Linked DNA regions of Gossypium arboreum: region 2 is linked to region 1. The links are chromatin contacts, called in public Hi-C maps. All regions are on one chromosome and are shown on one strand. Each heading gives the region's core, a stretch centred on a gene start, on an enhancer-like site or on the middle of the called end of the contact. The rest is flanking DNA. Distances are from core to core; before and after follow the strand shown. Region 1 holds the start of LOC108486541 (aldehyde dehydrogenase family 3 member H1). Region 2 holds the start of LOC108484463 (IAA-amino acid hydrolase ILR1-like 6).

What was found. Hi-C and Micro-C count contacts between places; a contact is called where the count stands out from the background.
Region 2: a contact with region 1 is called in a Hi-C map of leaf, with 4 times the contacts expected there. The contact joins the enhancer-like site here to the promoter of LOC108486541 in region 1. A contact is called at or near these places in 3 of 5 Hi-C or Micro-C datasets (all in leaf).

What each region holds. Positions count from the first base shown.
Region 1 is chr6:135,510,496-135,517,587 of ASM2569848v2, reverse strand. It overlaps LOC108486541 (aldehyde dehydrogenase family 3 member H1), which reads left to right and starts at 4,314. Exons shown (of 10, transcript XM_017790652.2): 1 at 4,314-5,003; 2 at 6,809-6,877; 3 at 6,978-7,074. The coding sequence starts at 4,779.
Region 2 is chr6:135,629,314-135,635,847 of ASM2569848v2, reverse strand. It overlaps LOC108484463 (IAA-amino acid hydrolase ILR1-like 6), which reads left to right and starts at 47. Exons shown (of 5, transcript XM_017788254.2): 1 at 47-689; 2 at 1,269-1,394; 3 at 4,197-4,511; 4 at 4,604-4,732; 5 at 4,813-5,508. The coding sequence starts at 180. The coding sequence ends at 5,178. Within about 2 kb of position 4,972, at least 2 of the 2 cell types and tissues checked have an H3K27ac peak or open chromatin away from gene starts, as enhancers often do. A contact at or near this core is called in leaf, where this site is marked.

The DNA of each region.
Region 1 (7,092 bases), core at 3,065-5,564:
TATATATGGCGTTGTATATTAAAAAGTAAAAATTTCTTTCGTTTTATATTGGTATAATGATAAATTTAGCTTTCAATGTTTGTATTTTTGTTAATTTGATCTTAATTTTTTTCAATTAAATTTGACCCTTAACCTTTTAAAAAGTTGAATTATTTTTAATAAAATGCTGATTAAAATATAATTTTTAATGATGTTAGAGTGACAACCCATATAACTATCCATATAAATTTCATACTAACATGTCACTATTTGTTCGATATGTGATCAACAATTAATTTTAAAATTATAAAAATATTAAAAATATAAAATGTTCATAAAATTTAAAAAAGTAGCATAAAGTTCACATGAATTGCTATGTAGGTTGTTATGTTTAAAATTTAATGTTAGTTCTGTTAAAAAATAATCGACTCTTTTGAAAGATTTATAATTAAATTCACTGCTTTTAAACCATTTAGGACCAAATTGAACTAAAAATAATAAAAATAAATTAAAAACAATATAAACATTAGCAACTAAATTTATAATTACCTATAATCCTCTCCAACCCTTAAATAGGAGGATAATGTATTTCAAAGATACTCCAACTTACATCTTTCTACATTGATAACAATAAACATACTAATCGAACCAAAATTAAATCTGCAACAAAATTTTTTTTTTCTTTCCAGTGAAAAACAAAATACATAAAACATACGAGAAAGTGATAGGGCATGGGCATAAGGCAACTTAATTTATTGATGTCCCCATATTACTTAAGCAAGAAACAAATCAAAAGCTTTTTTTCCATATATTAGTAAAACTTTAATATATAAAACCATATTATTGAAAAGGTATGTTTATATTATTTTATTTTTTATAAATTATATCGTTTTTATTTTTCTGTTTTAATAACTTCTTTGTTATTTTTAAATATTTTCAGACAATGTTTACAAATGTCTTTTTAAATATTTTTGTTAAATTTTTATTTGTTTTTTAATAATTATATTTTAAATATGATTTTAACTAATAAATTTTATTTAAATTATTTTTTAAACAGGTTTGTAATGGATGGAGAATCATCTTTTAAAAAAAAATCAAAATTGAATGTGAAACTTACCAAAACTTTAATTTATGTAAATTGCAAAATCAGTTTTCATATTTTTTACTTAAAAATTTGCAAATTAGTAATATATATTCTGTAATACGTTTAGAATGATATTATCCATGTTATAATTTCTTAAAGAAAATATTAGTTTTTATAACGATGTTGGCGTGAAAACTTTCATGGTATTTATATTTATTTCATGTTGACATAGTACAATTTGTTTTATATGTCACGTTAATTAAGTAAAATTATAAAATATTCAAAAATAAAAATAAGCATGAAGTACAAGTACTGTATTGTCATGCGGACAGTTATGTTTGAAAATATAGTATTTTAGTCAATATTTTTGTTAAAAGGATTTGTTTTTACTCTTTTGAAAAGTCGATGGACTAATTCAACTCATTTTAAAAATGTTGAAGACCAAATTTAGCTAAAATTATAAAAATTAAGGGCAAAACTTGTCATTATGCTAATATAATATTATTGGTTTTATTGTATTTTTAGGAAAATTAAGTGAGTAATTTATAGAAAATGGATAATTGTTTTAAGGTGATGTTTTATTAAATTTTAAAATTACTGAATGTAAAATAAAAATGGTAAGAGCTTTTTTTTATATGAGAAATGAGGGAGAAGAAGAGATTTATTATTATTTTGTATAAGATAAAATAAATGTTTATTACTTACTTTAGTTTATGAAGTATATTATTTTTCTATTTTAATATTTAAATTTTTTGGTTCACTTTAATTTCTAATATTATATGTTTTCGGTTCAATTTTTGGAAATTAAAAAAATGGTTGAGATATCAAACCAATTATATATTCTCACGTGCATACAATGACATCATCATTCAAAAAAACTTTAAAAATATAGAAAAATTAAATTTAAAACATACTAATATAAATAAAAATATAATTATTTAAAAATAAAACATGTTAGAAATTTTTAAAATGATAAAAATAAAAAATATTAAAATATATATAAAATTATAAAATTATTAGAAATTTTACAATATTGTAAAAAGTTATAAAAGTTAGTAGAAATAATAGAAAGTTGTAAAAAATTAAAATTTTAAAAAATTAGTAAAAATATTGTATATTAGAATAAAGTACACATTCGCTAATCACGTTAAAAAAACTTAATATAAAATGGTATATTGTAATACAATAAAATTTTATAGAAACTGTATTTTAAAAATATTTTAATAAAAATTGAATAATTTATTATATCAAATGTTTAATATTTAAAATACATCAAATTTTAAGACTTTACGAGTGTTACTAGAGCATGTTTATTCGACTTGGTTCTCTATTTAATGTCTCTAGCCATCATCGTGCACGTGCTCTTTTTATTTTGTACTAAAGTTTTTAAAATGGTCAAACACTTGACAATAATTTTAAGATATTGGTTTAGAGATAAATAATTTGTCTTGAGATAATAATAAAATTGAAATAATTAATAATAATATGTAATTAAAATAACATTATATTTTATTATTTAAAAATTTGAAAAATTTTATTCAAATTTTACCAATTGTAAATTTTGATTGATTGAATTATAAAACAATTATCGTGAGTGGTATTATTCTAAGAGACAATGACCAATGTTCAAGCTCTAGTAAATGTGATCTATAAAATTTTAAGATATTAAAATTTCTAATGTTTTAAAAAATAGTAAACTTTTTTACTTTTATATTGTTTTTGTAATTTTATATTTTTATTAAGTTTTATAATATTTTAATAATTTTTAAAGATTTTTTAGATAATGACATCATTATAATATCATCATATAACACGTGACATCATATGATTGATTGGATATCCTCGTTGTTAGTTTTAACTCCAAAAGATTGAACTTAGAACGTTTAGTAATTTTAGAAACCGGAGTGAGCTAAAAATCCTTTTAGAACTAAAGTGAGAAAAATAATATATTTCAGGGACTAAATTGTGCATTAAGCCTAAAACAAATATTATTGAGGAGTGGGTAGTTTTTAAGTGATTTTTAAAGGGTTAAAGTTTTTGGGAGGTTAATGTATTTTATGAATTGGATCAAATTAATCCTTTTATATTTAAATGGATTAATTTAGTTCTTATATTATTAAAAAATTAAATAAGTTTATATCGTAATGAGTCAACATTTACTAAACTTAAATAAGTAAAACGTCATTTGCTCCATTTAAGTAAATGATCATCTTCTCCAAAGAGTTTTCAATTTAAAATAATATTTTTATTATATACTTTTATGTAAGTTTAGAATTTACTCCTTTTTTTATTAATCATATATTTAATTATTTGTTTTTAATTTAATTTAGTTTTTTAGTTTTTAAGATAATGTTACTTGATGATTTAAAAAAATTATACGTGCGAATTTTTATTGGTCAATTTAGCAATTCATTGTCGACGTTAACATGTACCATAATAAGACACATATTAATAGTTTAAGTATCATATTGGATTTTTCAAAATACAAATACTACATGGACATTTAATAAAAGTACATGTATCATAATAAAAAAATACATTAATAAATTAGGTACCACAATAGACATTTCAAAGCATATACGACAATTGAATATTTTATAAAAGTACATGTACTATAATAAAAAACATATTGATAGTTCAAGTAGAACATTAGATGTTTTCAAAGTATAAGTAACATATAAGATATTTTATGAAAGTATAAGTACCAAATATGATATTAATCTCAAAATAATTTAATTTATTTTGTAAAATAATAATATTTTAACCATTACCTAATTAAATTGGTGTTTGTTTTACTTTGTAAATCAACTTAATTCATTTTCTCTCAAACTTCACAAAAAGAGTCATTTTATCTTTTCATTTAATTTTTTATTTTTAACTCTTAAATTTGTGTTGTTTATCAAATCAAACAAATAAACGGAGAAATTAACTTCATTAAATTTGCTAATGTGACAATATAAACAATTAATTATTTTTAAAATTAAAATATATAAAAATTTTAAAATAAAAATATTAAAATTCTAAAAAGTATTTTTAATTAAAAAATTAATTAATTTCTACAAAATTAATAAATTTTAAATTTTTTAAGGATGATTCCATAAATAATATAAATTAAAAAATATAAAAATTAAATAGCTTACAAAATAAGTTATTATACCTATAATATAAATAAATGTCACGTCAAAAGAAAAAAGTCATCACATCGGTATAGATAGAGAAGAAATGTGAAAAAACCCTAAAATTGTAATCGTCGTCCCCTCGAGAATTTAAATTTGTTTTCTTTAGTAGAATATTGCTTTTGGCGGATACCCCCAAATTTGATAAAAACAGCCACCACCACATTTTATTTATGTAAATTTAAATTAACCCAGAATTCAATATTTTATTTGTCCAAGACAGCCGGAATAAAATTAAAAGAGAGCCCATCAGGCACGCGCTCAGTTCTACGCGTGTAAAATAACTCTCGGTAATGAGTTGACGAATGACGAAGGAACGCCATAGATAAGGCGCCAAGTCCACGACTCCTCCACTATATATATGGATGCGGCTATATCGTTACTTTTAACGTGACGCCTGCGTTTTCTTTAAGAAAATCTAAGGCAAATCAGTATTGTCAGTTTTATTTTGCTCGCCTCTTCTATAAGCATCAAGTTCAAAGTTTGAATCCAATATCGGTTTTGTTATTGTTTTCTCTGAGCTTTATTTTTGGATAATAATGGCGAGCGAAGTGGAGAAGAAGGCGGTTTTCGATATAGATTCCGCGAAGGAAGTGGTTCAGGAGTTGAGAGCTAGCTTCGTAGCGGGAAAGACGAAAGACTACGAATGGAGAAGAACTCAGTTGAAAGCCATGTTGAAAATGATGGACGAGAACGAGCCGCAAATTGTCGCCGCTCTTCGCGACGATCTTTCCAAGCCGGAACTCGAATCCTCCATCTACGAGGTCAAATAAATTTTTTTCATTTTAATTTGTAGTATTTATTTCAATAATTTAAAAAAAAAATTGATTTTAGATTAGAATTGTTTTTTATTTGATTAAATTTAAAATTGATGAGAAGGCGGTGGAGTTATATCATGAACTATGGATCATAGTATTAGTACGGAGTCAATGGGCGGCTGAAAGTCAGCTATTTCCGATACTTGATGCCTAATCAACTATGAGTTTTTTTAAAAATAAAAAAATCACCTTGACTTAATTCAGATTTTAATTGTAAGTTTAAGTAAAAACTTTAATTGATAGTCGACTTGTCTCCAGAAATTAGAATATATTTGGTTCCTAATAAAGAACTTCAACCACTTTTTTTGTCTCTAAAGCTGTTTTTGCTTCAATTGTTTAAAGCTGATTGGCTCTGTTTGTTCTTTTCCCATACAAATAGATATCCTTTGTGTTACTTATAAATTCTTGTGAAACCTTGTTTCGCTATAACTTTCAAGTGGGTATCCTGAAATTCATGAATCACGCAATTGGGAAATTTTGGGAATTAAAGATTGTTTTTTTGGTGTGCAATGTTTTTAGAGGTTCAAAAATGCGTGACACACTTGAAATCTTGGTGGAAAGAAGTAGCATTTATGACATGCAAACAGTTGGCTTTTCTCTCACGGAAATGGTCGGTCATTTTCAGGCTTTAGAAAATAATTGCTAGCCATTAAATACTCGATAGTTCTAAACGGGTAGAACTCAAGTACTCCAAGATTTATTGCTAATCCAACTAGCAGACATTGTCAGGAAATGTACCGACAGGATGTAACTGTATCCAGAAAATCTATCCGTTTTTGGTGTTTTCTTCTTTTTTTTTCAGCCTTTTTTTCCCTACAGAAAGTTGATAGTTCCACTTCGACGATTCTTTAGAATTATTACTTTCAGGCTTTGGGTTGGATAATTGCTGAGTTCAGCCTTAACTAGTAGAGTTGAACTTGAATTTGAATGCAGGGAATTACTTTAGTAGCTGGATAAAAACTGGAAGAAAGAGAATAGTTACACACACACAGAGACATGTCTTGTTATCTATTGTTATTTTGAACATAATGTGATGATTGGAGTTTTGGCTATTACAGATAGTCAACCCCAAGGATAATTATAACTGTGATTTGTGAAGGATTAATGTGAGAGTCACTGGATAATAGGGAATTTAAAATCTAGATGAACATTGATTATTTCAATTCTAAAGAATTATTTCAACTTTCAGCAGTTATCTGATTATAATGATAATTGTTTGCTACATGTTTAAAAGCAGAAGTATCTGAGCGAAGTGCTTAAACTTATATCTTCATTGAAGTTGGTTTCTGTGCTTAAGTTGATTAATTTAATAGCGAATGAAGTTCAACAAGGAGATTCTTTATTTAGGTTTTCTAAATGGTTCTTCTCGGTCTTAGTGTCCATTTTTATTAAGTGCTTTGATTAGCTTCCTACTATATGTTTTTAGGCTTTTAACTGATAAAAAAAAAATTATTAAGATGACTTGTTCAGGAGGAACTGAAATATTGTCACATAGACAATTTTATCTGGAGTTGTCTTTCTCTTGTTAAATTTGTATAATTCTTAGTAGTTGACATTTTAGACTACACCTGATTGTTAAAATCTAGGAGTATCATGCTATTCTGAAACACGGTACCATGGAGTAGGCAACACTATATTAGTTGTTTAAACTTAGCCTCCAGAATTTTCTTCCATAGTTCTTCTCTATGTAAGTCCCAAATGAAATACTACATTTTTGGTCTTCCTCTGATTTGGCTTGGTTTACTCTGCAGATAGCAATGCTAAAGAACTCCTGTAAATTGGCACTGAAAAAAATGAAGCATTGGATGATGCCAGAAAAGGTAAACTTTTTCAAGACCTCTCAGCTGGGTGGAAGCTTTCATGAAGGATTCTTCTTGACATTAAAAGAGTTGAATATGATTAGCTTTCCCTTTTCTGCAGGCAAAAACTTCATTGGCTACATTTCCATCATCCGCTGAAATAGTATCTGAGCCATTGGGTGTCGTGTTAGTAATCTCAGCATGGAACTATCCTTTATGTATGTTGAACATCCTTA
Region 2 (6,534 bases), core at 3,723-6,222, 120 kb before region 1:
GATGCCTTAATCAACCAAATCTACATATTTAATTTCTTACATCCATATTCTCCCACGTGACTATTTCTCTTAAACCACATGCTTAATTCTCTCTCTCCTTTCTGTCCGTCTTCTCTTTTTAAAAAAAACTCTGGCTATCCATTCTTTCTCCATTCATTTTCTTTTCGGTCTCTCCAAACATGTATTCTCTAAAATCATATGTTTTGGTTTTAAGCTTAATCTTTATTCCCTTTTTGGCTAACAATTTTCTTGTTTTTGTTAACTCCATAACTTCTTCGTCTTCTTATTCTTCTTCGTCCGGTAATCAATACACCACTTTTTTCAACGCTATATCTTCTTCCACCAATCCCAAGGCTTCCTTAAACTCCGGTAAGAACCAAACGACGTCGTCTCTGAGATCATCCAGCTTCTGCTACGTATGGGATGTGACCTGCTCTGAGGAGGTTTTGGGCCTGGCCCGGAAGCCCGACAACGTCGAGTGGATTAAAGGGTTGAGAAGGAAGATACATGAGAACCCTGAGCTAGCTTTTGAAGAGTACGAAACCAGTAAACTCGTTCGATCCGAGTTGGACCGTATGGATATTGAATATAGGTACCCTTTAGCCAAAACGGGTATTCGGGCTTGGATTGGAACCGGTGGCCCGCCCTTTGTTGCCATCCGAGCTGACATGGATGCCCTTCCAATACAGGTACATATACTTAGGTTCCTTCTCTTCTTTTTTAATTTTTATATTTGTATACATCTATGTATTTTATAACTATATACTGTATACTTTTACATACACACATACGTAGACATACATGTATACGTGTAAAGGGTTCTGACTTCCGGTAGGTGGTTCATGATCATTGTATTCATTTATTTAATTTGGACTTTGTTAGTTCAGAAAGTTTTAGGATTTTAGTTTAAGATTTTTGTATATGAATTTATTTTCGTAGGTTGGATATGTTTTAATTTTATTTTACATTTTTTGATAACATGAGGACAAGAAATGTACTTTTAAATTAAATAAGACAAAAAATAGAATGTACAGTTTTCAATGATAAAATTATCTTAACATAATGATAAAAGATCTTAAAATAAATTCAATTTTGTACTTCAAAATTCAATTTTGTACTTGGAAATTCTAAGGAATCTTAAAGACTTGTAGGGTAGTGGTCCCCCATTGAACCCTCCAAGTATATAATTTGATTTTTTTTATATATCTAAATAATTTAGGAAAATTGCCATGCCCTCTTTTCACTTATGTGGAGTAATTTAATTTTAGGAAGCTGTAGAATGGGAGCATAAAAGCAAAGTTGCCGGAAAAATGCATGCTTGTGGCCATGATGCACATGTTGCAATGCTTGTTGGTGCTGCCAAAATATTGAAGAATCGTGAACACCTTTTGAAGGTAAAATCCAAGTTCTAATCCCTTCTTACGCATTGAATGCATCTAGTTTAAGTGTGTATATCTCAATGGCAATCAATTTAGATGCAAAGCTAAAGCAACAAGTTTAAACAAACTCAAGATTAATCCAATTGATAAATGGGTAAAGAAAAAGTACAAAAAAAAAATTGACGACCCATTTAGGCAAGAAATGTAGTGTTGGCTGGTGATAAATGGAAAGGGCACCCAATATTTGTTTCCTAGCAAACTATTTGACCCTCGACCATGTGTAGCCCAAAAAAGCATGTGATGGTTACATGTTTCGTTGTTTTTGTAATCAATTCTTTCACACATTTATCGCTACCTTTCGCCTTTATCTTCATTGTCATTTGGTTGACTCACATTTTTCCCTCTTTTTTTTTTTCTACCCTTTTCATCGTTATCACAAGAATTCTAACTTAATAATAATGTTTTCTGAAAAATAAATTCAAGCAATATGATTTTTCAAATCTTCACCCATAAGGAAATGTATCCCTTTCTCATCACATGGCCTGCTTCCCCTTTACATCCCAATCAAAATTGATGGATTGTTTAAGTTTAAAATAGATGATGATTTAACATAATGGTTCTTTACTTAATCTTTTAGTCATAAAATTGAGGTTTGATCTTTACAATTAATCATCAATCGTTTATCTTTTAAAGAAGACTCACGATAAAAAAATTAATCATTACAACTAATTATAAATATACTAATTCCAACCAATAAACAACCAATACCCTTATATACATATTTCTTAAACTAAAAGATATTAAATGCTTTAACCCGATTAACTTTACTACTTTCATTTATATCAAATGAAATTTACCATCAAACATGGGTTGCCCGTTGACTCATGGCTACATTTTAGGAATTAGTGTTTGAATCTATGCTCTCTTTTTTTTGGGAACCCCTTTTCGTCTCATGCTTTTTGGAACACTTGGCCATCTTTTTCATCTAAAAAATTTGAACCTTTAGAGGTCAAGAAAGGGGGAAAATTGCTCCTTCAAAAGGGGAAAATAAATTAAGTGCTAAAATCGAATAATAATTTATTTTTCCTTCAACTTTATAATAAAAATTATTTTAACTTTCTATTTAATTTTTTGTCTGGTATACACATAAATTGTCACGTAAATATTATGTTAGTAATTAATCAATTTTTAATATTTAAAATTTTAAAAATATTAAAAACATTAAGAAATTATTAACATTATTGAAAAGTATAAAATTATTTTTAAATGGTAGGCACATGGATGCCACATCAGTAAAGTTAACAAACATTAATTTTTTGGTGCATTTTGGGGTTGATTTGACAAACAATGCATGTTTAAGGGTTAAAAGAGATAAAAATTAAATAAAAACTAAAATATATTTTTCTATAAAATTGGAGGGTCAAATAAATAATCTTTGTTTTCAAATTGTTTAACCATATATTCTTTTTATATATATATATATATATATATATATAAATTATAATTAGGATTAGGGGTGAGGTTGTTAGGGATTGAACCCCAGCTCTCATGTCACAACACAAATACTCTTATTGCTAAGCCAAGAGATTGTTGGCAAGCATATATTCTTATAGTTATCACTTTACAACCTATTAAATAATAACGTATCATTCAAAATAAAATTCTTAATAAGATCTAAAATAAAATTAAGTAGATTAAATTTTTTTTTAAAAAAAAAGAAGATATCATGTTATTTTTAGTTTATTGAGTAGATAAAATTATAAACCCTACAATGCATCAAATATTAGCTTAAAGAAATATGTTTTTAATTAAAGCATGATAACTTACTTTCCATCCTATGCCTACCTTTATACATGGGAAGGAATCTTGATCAAGGACATAAAGTTGTGTGGAAGAAGAATAAAATTTTCCCTAATGTTTTGTTGTACATGTTGATAGAAATTCCTGCAAGTCATAGTTAAAGCTTGTTGAAAAAGACAGTATATCAATAAGATATATTCTTTCTCTGGATTCATGGCTGTGTATATATTCGTATTGAATACGGATACAGTCCAAATACATACAGCTGGATGGATATTCATATATTATGTCTCCAGACTGTGACATAAACCTAAGTTGCTTGCTCAATAATGTCCAATCTTTGTCCTCATTTGTATAAAATCATTATTTTATGTTTTCTCTTTTCCTTCCATCTAACCACGTGTGGTTAATTTGGTTTTTTATCAATCAAACCAACATTTAATATTATAAAAATCAATCAATATTTAACTATTGTTACATTAAAAAAATATCTGCATTTTCTATGAACAATTTGTTTGGTCGTGGGAAGCTTTAAGAAGAAGACAAAATGGGATAATTTATTTATACAACACTAGCAGGTTTTATTTTATTTTCAATTTTTACTTTACGCATGCTTGCTATTTGTTTTTGTTATTATTATTTCTCAAATAAATTGTTTTATTCACTTAATTATTAAAAATTATAAAAATAATTACTTAATTATTAATAACAATAATAAAATATTACAAAAGATAATTCAACTATTCAATGTTTGTTTTTTCCATTATCAGCTGGTTAACATAAATTTGAAAAATCCAAAATTCAAAGATTATTGAGTGATAAAAAGGCAAAAATAAATAATTAAAAAACTATTTTATAATTTTTTATAATTGGGTGAAAAAATTTATTAGTGTAATTTACTACTAATAATGACCAAAATTCTAATATTTCTATCATAGTATTTCTATTTTCTACCGTATTTGTTCGTATTATTCCTTTTAAGTAATATGTTTAATTAAATATACTTTGGGTGTCTAGGGAACTGTGATAGTGATCTTTCAGCCGGCAGAGGAAGCCGGAAATGGTGCTAAGCGGATGATCGGAGATGGGGCATTGGAAAACGTAGAGGCCATTTTTGCAGTCCATGTATCCCACGAACACCCCACGGGTATTATCGGCTCAAGGCCTGGTCCTCTTCTTGCCGGCTGCGGCTTCTTTCGAGCTGTTATCAGTGGAAGAAAAGGCCTTGCCGGCAGCCCCCATCACTCCGTCGACCCAATCTTGGCTGCATCAGCTGCCGTAATTAGTTTACAGGGAATTGTTTCTCGTGAATCAAATCCATTAGATTCCCAGGTCTGAGTTTTGTTTTATAAATTTCTCCAACTTCCAAAACATGGGGAAATTTTTTTAAACTTGTTTAAATCTTGTAATGCAAATGCATGCAGGTCGTCTCGGTCACTTCTTTCAATGGAGGCAATAATCTTGACATGATCCCTGAAACGGTGGTCATAGGAGGTACTTTCAGGGCTTTCTCCAACGCCAATTTTTACAATCTTCTCCAAAGAATCGAAGAGGTTCGTCGCAGTTTTCACTTTTAGATTTGGAGTCCTTATTTTCACAATTCTAACATTCTTCGACATGGAAACACACACAGGTAATCGTCGAACAGGCCAATGTTTTCCGATGTTGGGCGACGGTCGATTTCTTTGAAAAAGAATCAACAATCTATCCCCCAACAGTGAATGACGACCGTATGTACGAGCACGTAAAGAAAGTGGCCACTGATTTGCTAGGACCACCAAATTTCAGGGTGGTCCCTCCAATGATGGGTGCGGAGGACTTCTCCTTTTACTCCCAGGTAGTTCCGGCAGCTTTCTACTACATCGGCGTAAGAAACGAGACCTTGGGATCGACACACACCGGTCACTCGCCGTATTTCATGATCGACGAAGATGTTCTTCCCATTGGTGCTGCGGTTCATGCCACCATTGCTGAAAGGTACCTCAACGAGCATGGCTGAAAAGGAAAGAGGCTTTATATCTGTGGTTTATTTATCCCCAACTGGGTTGAGCACTGATTATTGAGAGAATTGGCAATGCATGTGCTCTGGTGATTTTGATCATAGTTAGGGTGGTGGAAAGGGCAAAGGTTTTCAACTTTTGGCGATGTAAAGAACTGAGCAGAGGATGCCATGCTCTGCTCTTTGAACTTGTAACAGTGTTAAATGTTTCAATTAATGCTACTTTGCGTTCAACTCTATTTCTGTTCAGAGCATTAAGATGCTTTAACCAGGCAAATATTTTATGATTTATTTAATGCAACCGACTATATTACCTCGGTTAAGATGAAATTTGGTAGTGATTGGCTGTAAGGAGATGGGCTCTGGGCTCGGGGTATCTCAGGTCTTCTTTTCTTTTTTTTGGGCTCCTTCCAATGTATTTCTTCTCCCTCGTATGAAGCTTATGAATAGAGAGAAAAAATTTAGACATTCAAAAAAAGAAAAAGAAAAATTGAGCATTGTTTGAATCATGGAAATTTAAATATGAATTTATTGTAAAAATACTATTCAATTTTAACTCTATTGGTATGGATATTGTTGTGAATGTAGAAGGATACAGATTTAAGTGTGTTGAAACTCATTATCTCCTATTTATAAGTTTGAGAAGGGGTTATGAATAATTTTAGGCATTGTTTAAAAAATAGTCAGATATAGTCCTAACCTATAATGAGATTGTCAACAAATATTATTATTATTTTTAAGTTGCTTTCAAGTGATTTCAAATTTCTTTATGATATGAATATTTTATTAAGTGGATGTCCATTAACATTAACATAAGTTTTGATGTACTTTAAATTCTAATAGTTATTATAAGTATATTTGTATTTCTTATGTCTACAAATAGAGACTTTGGAGAAGCTTTATAAATATTCTTATTGATTAATAAGATACGCTCTCTTTTGCTCTTTATTTTCTTTGTTCTTTACTCTTTGTCTATTTATGCTACTTTCTTTATAATTTTATTTTTTGTTAGTTAGTTAGTGATAAAAATAAGGCTTAATGACAAATTTGGCCACTAACGTTTATATGTTTTATCAAAATTGTCCTAATTGTATTTTTGAGCCTTTTTTTTTTTGCCATCAACCTTTATTCTTTCTTTTTTTCAAATTCCTTTTTTAAATAGATTTGATGAAAGTACTGTTAAAAAAGTTAACGGATGATGTGGAATTTCATATGTGGAATATTTTTAATGAGATGTAATTTATTACTTAGATAACCAAATAAAATAATTACGTGTGGAAAATAAATAAATAATTCACAATTTTAAAAAATAGCTCTTAATTTAAAGAAAATAAACATAATTATTTAAAGAAAATT